3 separate regions of the Zea mays genome follow, and all the other regions are linked to region 2. Evidence: chromatin contacts called from public Hi-C data. All regions are on one chromosome and are shown on one strand. Each heading gives the region's core, a stretch centred on a gene start, on an enhancer-like site or on the middle of the called end of the contact. The rest is flanking DNA. Distances are from core to core; before and after follow the strand shown.

Region 1 (3,823 bases), core at 906-3,405, 390 kb after region 2:
AGATATCCTATGGTCAAGATTGGGAAACAAAACATCATTTCAATTTTCAAATGAGGAAGCTCAGCGCATCATTTCTTAGAGTGCGATACTAGACTTGTAGAAATTGAAATCCGCAGGTTGCCTGTCTGGAAATACTCTTGCAAGTATAACAACAACAACAACAACAACAACAACAACAACAACAAAGCCTTTTAGTACCAAGCCTTTTGCAAGTACACTTAAGAAAATGTTCCACATAAAAGTGCCAATGTAAATCATTTGACTAGCAAGCTATAATGAAATTTGACACTTACAGGTAGGTCTCCTCCTGTGTTATGTAGTACAGCACAATAGTAGTTACGAAGACACAAGCTGAAGTTGAGAGATTAACAATAAAAATAAACTTGAGCAACTCTTTAGCTCCCCATAAAGGCTCCAACACCTTCCCGAGTAGAAGAAGACCAACTATGCTCATTATCACCTGGTGGAAACACAGAAGCCTTGTAAGATAAGGGTGTGATGCAGTATCCTAGGTAAGAGAGAATAATGAGCAAGGGATAAAAAGGTTTACTAGAAAACTGAAGAGCAACAGATAACAGAATAACATGATTTCAAATTAAAGTACACATCAAGCACCACATTTCGGGTATTTCACAGGCATAGGAGACAATACAATGGGAAACATAAAACATATGAAATACTATAGCATTCCTCACAATTGTTTACGCGCTTAGAGTTGACCTTTTGTTTTGATGTTTGGTCAGCAGGAAGAGCAAACATAACCACAGAATGGTGAATTGGTATATTGGACCACTGGAGATGTGTTAAGGAAATATACCCCTGGAATTGTTTGCTCAATATAACAAGCGGTAATCAGGTTCCAAGCAAAAGGGATTGTCCTGTACAGAGAACACCTCTAGTTAATTGGGAAAGAGTTATTCATGTAATCTACTATGAAGAAATGGTACAGTCAGGATCGTAGTATGTAGATTGAGGTAGTTATATATGGTCATTTCCAACAGTGTAACATAGGTGGAAATGGAAATGGAAAGTGAAACTTACATCATATTTGAATTAAGCATTAACTACTGCCGTTTAGAAACCTTTTTCATTTCTAATTTCAGTTCAAGGCGACTGAGCAGTAACCAAAAGAGAAATGCAAATTAGTAAAAATTCAAATTAAACGCAACTGGCCAATAATCGAATCGGTGTGTACACTGCATGAAATTGCAGTTGCCCAGCATTGGCAATAACTGAACGGGAGTGCAGATTACGTTCAGAAAACTATTTTTTCTGATTTCAGTTAAACACAACTGAGCAACAACGGAAGGGAAACGTGAGTAAAATGATTTTCCAATTAAACAAACTGAACAGTAAGTGAATGTGGGTACAGATTAGATATGACTGATCGCGGCTCAGGCAAATAGTGAAGAGCAGGTAGCTCGGCTAACCCTGAGGGTTCAGGAATCACAGTGGGTACCTGGCTGGTATCAGCGTGAGATAGGTGGCGGCTGAAGGGAAGAGGTGGACCAAAATGTGGACGAGGAAGATGATGACGGCGAGGCCCTTGCACAGTTTGGTGAAGCCCGTGAAGAACCGGCCTCCCTGCATCGGCGAGATCGATCGATCAGACATGCATAGCAGAACTGTAGAAGCACGGTCCGGTCCTTCCGAACTGGTGATCCTCCGTTGTAAGGCGTCGATTCAATGAGAAGGCGGGAGAAACACGGGCAGATCAACGGACACTCGTCAGAAGTGGAAGGACGAGAAGAGGGGCGCGGGCAGTGGTCCATACCGTACCCCTGCGGGGGACGGGATTGCGGAGGCGTTCATCGCGTCGGCGGCAAGCCCCCCTCAGTTCTCCAGCGAACCCGACCCGATGTCACTGACACTCGTCAGAAGTTTGGCGGCAGGCGCTCGGGACTCGGAAGGAGACGCGGCCGGCCACCCGCTGGTGCAGGCAGACGCGGTGCTGCGCTTCTTGCTCGGCGGGGATCTCGCAGAAATGGACTCGGCGGCGAAGAGCCTCCTCGGCGTCCTCCGTCGCCGGTGATTGAACAGAGGCGAGCGCGGCCGAGTCGGCAGTCGAACGAGCCGGGGGGGGTTTACGCGGCGAGGGAGATGGACGGGTGCGACTCAGCTAGTCTGGGTGGGCATGGGCCGGTCCCATCCACTCGAATCGCAGGGACAACACTGGCAAATGCACAGCCGCGCGGGCGGGGCACTAGGGCCGGGGCCTGTGGGTTAAATTGGCCGGTCCCACCATTGGGACTAACGGTCCAAAGTCCAAACCCAGTAGATCGGTATACGTTATACGAGTATTCCAAGCACAATATGGGCATACTATATTGTCTTCCGTTGTCAACCGTCGTATACCGTATCAGCGAGCCCATATTATTGTCTTCCAGAGAATGCAGCAAAACAACCCATTCGGCCATTCCCACCAGCCTGCTCCTGGATCAACCGTCGTATACTCAAGCAAATATTTTATCGGATTATCAGTATCTTCAGTATAGAACTCTTGTTATTAACACTATTTTTTCATTAGATATCCAGAAAATCACTGACCCCAGAAAAAGGATCTCCGCCCCCGTATACTCGTATCGGCGAGAAGATAGACTACTCCACATCCTCTTGACGTCGAGGCGGGCGGCAGTACATCACCGGCGTTTCGCTTTCAGTTTGCTACCTCAAAGTCCAAGACGAAGTACCACACATAAATTTACGCAAAACAAACTACAATGATTTTTTTTGGACATTAAATACAATTTAAAAAATTGACCCTATTGCTCGTGTAAGAATTCAACTCTACGTTAAGAGGCACATTACCCTTTACTATTTAAAAAACTACAAAATAATCAGCTTTCAAATTATGCTACAAGTCTACAGCACATTAGTAAGAACAAAGGTCTTGCCAATTCACCGCAACCGAAAGTAGTGGAAGTTGAGAGATGGTATAAATCAATGGGGGCGCTACAATTCCTTCTATATACACACGAACGTCCTGAAATCACCTGTTTCCTTTCCATTTTACACGTAAAACCAATCAAGCTGGACATCAGCCAACGGCGATTCTATGACTATGAACACAACGGAACACGTATTGTCAAAGGTGTCATCGTCTATCTTTCCTCGCCTTAGTCGTTGTTCTTGAAGAAGGAACCCCATTTTTCTATCAGGCCGCCTGTCCGGCTCTTCTGAACTACCAAAGTTGCTCTTGTGCCATCCTCTCCATTGGCATTCTGGGTCACTTTCTGGGAGTCTACCGAAGCAGGTTGTCCATTCACCATCTGTGTTGGTGCCAGGGGCTCTGAGGAACCAGAAGCAGAGACCGAAGCACTGCTCTTTCCGGCGTTGCAATCTGTACTTTGCCCTTCGCTGACTTTTTCTCCACTGTTGGGGACATTCGTATGCTTGTCAGGAGCATCAAATGAGGATGCATCTTGCTCCAATGCTGCTGCAGCAACACCATTGCAGTCTTTTACAGTACCATTGGCTTTAGATGCAGGATCAGATGCAGTGGATTGCACATTTTTTGTATTCGACTGTTCATAGTCTTTCAGTGATTCAAGAATTGCTTGCATTAGCATCTGCATGTTAGCACAGAATACAAGATTCAATATTAATATCCTTAGAAACACAAAAAAGGATGAATATTTAAAAATAGCACATTTAGCATAATTAGCATTCATTCTTGTTGTTCTTAAGACATTGATTTGCGCATGAATGAGATATATGGTACCACACTAAAAGTGCTACCATCAAAGTTTTCTACATACCCAACAGCTCTAAGTGAAGCTCATGGTGCTAAGATACCCATCAAATTGGAGTGCTCCTTTGCACC
Region 2 (3,467 bases), core at 258-2,757:
CGAGTAGAGCGCATGGCCTTTGTACCATACATCGATCAAAGACACGAAATCCGAAGGCAATGAGTTTTCAGAATCGTCCATGCCGCCGTCGTCGTAGTAGTAGTAGTCAAGACTCAGCCCATTCTTCGGCAAAGAAGTTAGTTTCATTGGCTTGAACCACAGGGACGTCCTTGTTCAGTATAAGTGTGAAACAATCCGCATAGAACTTCCTGAACCCACCAGCAGAGGCAATTAAGCTCCTAACGTCATCTCGTCTCATTGATGGCCACAGAGATGTGCAGGCATTTTCCCACAGATCCTCTTCATTTGATATGGCACGAAAATCAGCGCAGGCACAGCCTGCTCTTGCCAGAGCTGCAGCATCGAGACGCTTGAGTATGTCGTAAAAGAGGTCAGCACTCAGCGATGCCATGATCACAGCCAGCTGCAGTTGCAGCTAAAAGAGATGACACCCAATCAAGCTGGAGCATAACAACACAGGACTATGGTTAGTTTCTTCTCAGCATACCAATTGATATTATATCAACAGATCTCCAAAGTCATCCAATGAGTAGATAGATGACTTTAGTGAGATGTTGCTTCAAAGAAAAAAAATATGTAGTGTGCTGCTGAAACTTTGGCCCATCAGTTAAATTTCTTAATAGAAAGAGAGGATCTCAATAGCGGTGCAGAGTAGGCCAAAACGACCAAACTCCCAGATCTGGAAAACCAAGGCATCCAGTTCCAAGCCTGCTCGGCAGCACAAAATCAATACGACTGTCCTAAAATCAACAGCTGTTATTTACATCACAGATACTCTTCCTGGCGCTTGTATTGCACTATGACAGTGAATGGAACTAGCCATTTCAATTGGCCATAGAAGCAATGTTATGGTTGCTTCATTGCCAACAAAAGAGCTGAGCACTTGCTTAGTAATGAACTAAAATCTAGTGAAACATAAGTTGGGAAGTCAATCAGTCTCTTTTTTTTTTGGTGAAGCTTAAACCAATCAGTCTTTTGGCCAGGCACTGGGAGGAGGCGACGAACAGGTTGTGCATAGTTCTATTGGAGTGACCGCGTCTTGCTGGTGAGAGAAGAAATCACGGGCAGGAAACTGAATCAGAACCACCCACCACCCAAAAAAAACCCCCACAGATCTAGGGTTACAGCTGCAGGAGGAGCAAGAAGCATCGAGGGGAAGAGGGAGACGAGAGAGGCAGGCTCACCTCAAGAATCAAGATTCGTCAGGCGTATGAGGTAGAGACGACTGACTGGACTGTTCAGTATTCACTCCTTGAACAGCACAAGGTGGCGTCAGGGTTTAAATAAGGATAGGTCCTAGCTGTCCTTCCTCGCATCGCCATCGCCTCGTGAGTAATGTCGCCGGATAAGCGCAGGCCGGACCATGGCGTACGCGGGGTCGCGGTTCGCGGGCGTATCAACGAGCCACGCGACGGCCGGCCTGCCGGCTGCGCGGCGTTGTGGTCTCTTTCGCAGCCTCCTCGCTCCGCGTTGCAGGACGACCCCCGGTCTAGAAAGGGCGAGCGTGTGCCGATCTGCCAGCGCACACCTTTTTTCTTTGTTTCTTCGAGGGTCCCGGCGCACAGGTTGTTGATGTTTTTGGTCTTCACGAGACTATCTCCGGTATTTCTCATATCACATTTTCTATTACACATTTTTATTTCAAGTTTCACTCGATAAATAGTGTTATCTATAATATATTACATGACCATGTATATGATTTGCTGAACACAATTTTATAGAATATACACTATTTTAGTTTTTATGAGACAACTTTTTAAGAATATGACATTACTGCTACCATATACTGCTACCATATATACGATCTGTTGAACACAACTTTATAGAATATACACTATTTTAGTTTTTACGATACAACTTTCTGACATTATGTTAGTGCTAGATATGTAGATATTTTTAATTGTAGTTTAATCTAGAAAAAGTATAATGACAACTTGGTGACATCGTTCCATTTTATCACGATAAACATATAAGAAGTACAAAGAAACAAGACTTTAAACAATCAAGAAGACAAAACATACCTAGCGGCGCTAGTCGATGTAGCCATTTCGTTAGATGCAGTGTTGGTATGTAATTGTGTTGATCACTACCAAAGCAATATACCATGAAGGAGAGAACATAGCTTAGCACCAAAAATGAGAGGAGCAAGCGAGCAATCATGGCGCTTACGAACACTACCCAAAATTGTGTTTATCGTCCTTAACCCGAGCAGGTGAACTCTTGGACGACACTTGTTTCGAAGGCCTGTTCTTCCTGTGTTTGTGTGCGCAAGAACTAAAACTGAGTGCTTGGCTAACAGCTAAAACAACATCAGCGAAAGCGAACCGATAAACAAAGACAAGATGGAGTTTATATAGGTGAACAAGGAGAATCAAAGAGACATAGGAGATTAGACATCGGGAGAACCAAGCGAACCCGAAAGATTATACGACGCGAAAATCGAGCGGGTGTGGGAGATCATAAGGAAACTTCACAACCGGACGAGTAACTTCTGGAGTTACAAGCTATGAAACTTCTAAAACTCCTTGCACACGCTCTAACTCTGTGACATTTTGATTCCCTGCACGCTCTGTGTCTACATCACACCATGTTGTGACCCGACTGACCGTGATCACGCCTTGTCTCGCTTTGGCTCGGTGGCGGCGCGTACATGCGTGGCACACCTTAACCATTTTCTCAACCACTTAAGATAGACATACAAGATCTAACCATATAAATTGTGTTACCATCACTTAGCTTTCTCAAGTGTTGTTGTCAAGCATATTGACATTAAATATTATGTTATAAAGAAGAGAGTTCATGATCAAATAATTGACCATGAGCATATACATATACGTACAGAGCAAATGTTTGCAGGTCTGCTCACTAAAGGGCTTATACTCAACGTATTTAGAAAACTCGTAACCAGTATAGGTTTAATGGAGCACCTATGATTCTGGACTAAGGGGTCATAAAAATACAACCATCTTCCTCAAGTTTTAGGTTCTATACTTTGAGATAGAAATGTGCACTATAGTCATTGAGTTCAATAGTACCTAACAAGTTGCTTAAATGTCTTGGTGTTGGTGTACTGATGTATTGTGAAGTGAAAACCATAAGTTATGAAATTAAGACGTTAATAAAGTAAAAGTTGTAAGTATAAGAAAATGAGTATGAGATTAAATGGAGAGAATGTTAGGGTTGATCTTGACCGTCTCGGTCATGGACCGAGTCGATCCTATCCTATCATAACACATTTTGAATCATGCGCATTTTTTGCGAATCAAAGCTGGAGAACATTATTTATATCTGCTCTCTAGGTGCTTGAGGACGAAGTATTTATCGCATAGAAAAATTATTTATTGGTCCCTCCAGCGAGATAGATACGGTAGAGATAGCTACTGCCTACTGCTCCAACTTCAATCTGTCTAGGTGCTTCCTTCCGTCAAGCTTCGTTGCAAAGTAAT
Region 3 (3,708 bases), core at 382-2,881, 280 kb after region 2:
ATACGATTTTTTATTTACATACAAGACAATCCATTTCCTTTAAGATTATCCAGGGCCCTAGGGACTTATTCGCTTTGTGCCCTGAGGCCTGAGGTTTTTAAGGTAAGGGTTTTAGGACCTTATCTGCTAGATTATCCAAGGCACAAAGGGGTTCAAAGCTTATCTAACGGATGCTCAAGGCACATGAAGCCTTGGGGGGCTAGGTCAATAATCGACTTGTAGTGTGTACACTACCGGAATTCGGCTCTTTGCCGAGTGTATTCTATCGGACACTCGGCAAATAGGAAGTCTTTGCCGAATGTTGGTTAGGACACTTGATAAAGGCTCTGTCACCATTACTTTGCGCCGTGACGGCGACTTTTCTTTACCGAGTACGAGGTGACACTCGGTAAAGTTTTTGCCGGGACACTTGAGCGTGTCTTGACATTATTCAGTCCAGATGATGACAATGCTTATATAGTATAAAAAAAATTTGATAATATTTACTATCGACTTGTCAAATTTAAAATAAGGATGTACTAGCATTTAGTAAAAATAGGAGTAAATTATTACCAAAGAGACATGTAGAAAATTTTTCAGGGGTTGCGTTATCATTCAAAACTACGGGACGTGGACAACCAACATTGCAACCACATATCTAAATCAAACACCCCATGTCTACCTAACATATATATATTTATATAACATACGTGAACAAAATGACGAGACATCATGCATGTAATCGTAAAGAAAGCACGCGCGCGGCAGCAGTTAATGGAACTCCGGCCATGAGCGGCGGCTACATGGACGTCGTACGGTGGATGTGCGGCCAGCAGCGACATGGAGATGGAGATGGAGCTAGCTAGACGCCGCCGCAGCGGTAGGTGATATTGCACGTCCTGCCGACCCTGACAACGTAAGTGTGCTGCGGCTTGACGAGGAAGGGGGGCAGCCGCAGCAGCGCCTCGCAGACGCATTCCTTCTGCACCTCTTTGAGCCATCGGCAGCAGTCGCGGTACGCGCGGAGCTCCTCGTCGTGGTGTTCGTGATCGTGGTCATCGTCGTCGTCGTCGTCGTCATCATTGTCGTGGTCGTCGTCGTGATCTGGGTCGTCGGTGTCATGGTGGTCGTCGTGGTCATCATCGTCGTCATGGTCATCGTCGTGGTCAGGATCGTCGGCGTCATGGTTGTCGTCGTCATCCCGCAGACGCCCACGTCGGCCACGCCCACGGCCTCGCCCGCGCCCGCGCCCGTGCCCGCCGCGGGTGCGGTTGCCTTGGTGTGGGTGGTGACCAACGGTGCGGTTCCCAGAGACGACGCCGTGGCTGCCGTTATTGCTCGCCAGCAGGCCCGAGATGCTGATGGCCGCCGCGTGGTGGCTGCGGCGGTCGCTGCGGTCATCATGCTCGTCGTCGTCGTCGTCGTCCTCATCGTCGTGGTGGTGGTGCTCGTCGGGTGGACTCGGCGGCAGGATAGAACAGGCCTGGCTAGCGATGGCGAACTGGCTAATGCAGAACGCCTTGGCGCTCTTGGGCGGCTGCGCGACGGCGAGGGGCGCGAGGAGGAACGGGAGGAGGAGGAGGACGGCGGCGGCGCTCACCGCGACGTGAGGCGCCGGGGCCGCCATCGACTTGCGGCCTAGCTGCTAGACAGTGCTCAGCCGCTGTGGACTAGCCTCTCTTCCTAGCTCGCTGGCGGCGTGCGACTTGTTTATATAAAGACGTGGATTAATTCAAGTAGTTGGGTGAGACGCTGCACGGTCAGGATTTTTAGGCGCTTCGTTCCTGCACAACCAGACGAGACGAGACGAGTAGGAGTGAGCCGATCATCGGTGCATGCTCTGAATTAGGTGCTTCATACCGGTGGCGTGCATCGAGCCAGGCCAAACATGCATTGCATCCATACACACACGGGGTACACTGCACTGCTTGCTTGCTGATGAGAGGTTAGTGGCTCTTTGGTCATGCATGCAACACACTGGCATTCTAGAGGACATTTGCATTGACGGCTTCATCTCAGATGTTCGACGAGGACGACTCTTTTAAACGTTGACGCCACCACGCTATTGACAATACAACCAACACCAAAATCTGAAGTATTGAACGACGACACACTCCAACCCGTGTAGTTTTAGCTTTGTTAGAAGCCAAATATTTCAATGTTCTCTATATATGTTATGAGCATATTTCTCATGGATCATCTAAAAACACAAACCTTGTTATGATAAACTATATTAAACTTCTAGGAATTGATGGTTAATAAAGAAAGAAACGTTTGACGACTTCAGACATTTAAAACAAACCACCTTTCAGAGATCATCACAAATACTAATCGGTCACCAGTACAAACGATCTCAATCAAATGAATATAAGCTATAAAGATTACTACTTTTCATGGAACCTACCGTGACACCAGTAGGTAGTGGTGTTGTCAATCTTTGGAACGACACCAGCCATATCACCATTCATAAATTAAACGGAACGAAAGATTTTAGTTTTCTAGGGAAACAATAATGATCAATCGCAAGTCATTAGTTCCACCGTATGAACTCGCTCTCTATATATACATACACACACGAGAATAGGGTTGAAAATAAATGAACAATCAGAGCTGAAACTGTCCAGATGGAACATCAGTTTGTTCTCTGTACCTTGACAAGCAATGCAATGCACGCAGGTCTTAGCAGATGCAGGGGCTTTTTACGAATCGGTCAAGTCACCAGCACAGCAGAGGTGCAAAGGGCAAAATGACTTGTATTTCACTCTTTTTTGGCATATATGTACGGTGTACTCTCAACAGTTTCGGCTGAGGCCAGGAGGAATTCAGGAACGGACATCAGCAATGGAATCGGAGACTGGCACCAACAAATAGTAAGTACAATCTAAGACACCCCTATCCCTACAATTCAGCTCCCCGTGTGGTAGGATGGATACAAGGGCAAATCAGGCAGCGCGACCGCCATAGAATCATTGAGATACATATGTACAAGGAGGCAGGTACCAGCAGCTCCCGCTTTCCTGGAGTGGTCCGTGAGTGCCTTCAATCCGAAGCAGAGACCACCGGACTCTCCCAGGTTAAATCCCCCACAGACTTAAGAAAAGCGTCAGGGCCTGAAACAGACGGGATGTCAGATGAAACAGAAAAGACGACGAAAGCACTGCCAATGTAACAAACAGCCTACCACTTCAATATTCCAAAAGGTTATCTAGGTCTCCATCCACCATGTCCTGCGGTATGAAAGGTACATTTAGCATCCACAACTTTTACTCGCCAAGCAGAGAGAGTGTAAGAAGCTTTCTTTCACAAATACCCAGCACCACTTATTTTAGCATCTCACGACATGCAGATGCAACAAATACAACTTTGTCGTTAATAAGTAACAGGAGTTATAGTTAGTGTACTGAATGAAAAGATACTTTGGGAAGAAAACATAAAACGGAGAACGCGAACAAAATTATGGCACTCTTTTTCATGCCGTTCCCACCTGACTTTTAGCTGAAGCTCGTAAATTAAGCCTAAAAATCCTCTACCTTAGCAACAAAAGTATACTCCATCCCTAAACATAAGAACTTTTTGCTAGTCATAAATCAAACTGTCTTAAGTTTGACCCAGCTTATAGAGAAGAATATTAACATCTACAAGATCAAAGAAATAAACTGTACAAGTATATTATATAGTGGATCTATTCTAAGAATAGCTATCATAACTACTACTTTTCTTTTTTATAAA

Evidence for each region. Hi-C and Micro-C count contacts between places; a contact is called where the count stands out from the background.
Region 1: a Hi-C map of leaf shows a contact between it and region 2, with 2.7 times the contacts expected there. The contact joins the promoter of LOC100194098 here to the promoter of LOC100276415 in region 2. A contact is called at or near these places in 7 of 25 Hi-C or Micro-C datasets (bundle sheath, ear, endosperm and 3 more).
Region 3: a Hi-C map of leaf shows a contact between it and region 2, with 5 times the contacts expected there. The contact joins the promoter of LOC100303791 here to the promoter of LOC100276415 in region 2. A contact is called at or near these places in 10 of 25 Hi-C or Micro-C datasets (bundle sheath, ear, leaf and 3 more).

The regions. Positions count from the first base shown.
Region 1 is chr1:62,466,589-62,470,411 of Zm-B73-REFERENCE-NAM-5.0, forward strand. LOC100194098 reads right to left here and starts at 2,156. Exons shown (of 8, transcript NM_001401391.1): 1 at 1,780-2,156; 2 at 1,460-1,584; 3 at 818-878; 4 at 294-460. The coding sequence starts at 1,812. LOC100274107 (alpha/beta-Hydrolases superfamily protein) reads right to left here. Exons shown (of 14, transcript NM_001415957.1): 14 at 2,737-3,569. The coding sequence ends at 3,117.
Region 2 is chr1:62,081,494-62,084,960 of Zm-B73-REFERENCE-NAM-5.0, forward strand. It overlaps LOC100276415, which reads right to left and starts at 1,508. Exons shown (of 2, transcript NM_001150214.2): 1 at 1,206-1,508; 2 at 1-461. The coding sequence starts at 147. It also overlaps the pseudogene LOC103635087.
Region 3 is chr1:62,360,272-62,363,979 of Zm-B73-REFERENCE-NAM-5.0, forward strand. It overlaps LOC100303791 (AAA ATPase containing von Willebrand factor type A), which reads right to left and starts at 1,632. Exons shown (of 1, transcript NM_001165425.1): 1 at 577-1,632. The coding sequence starts at 1,606. The coding sequence ends at 842. It overlaps LOC103644661 (protein HUA2-LIKE 2), which reads right to left. Exons shown (of 12, transcript XM_020546382.1): 11 at 3,161-3,206; 12 at 2,437-3,089. The coding sequence ends at 3,181.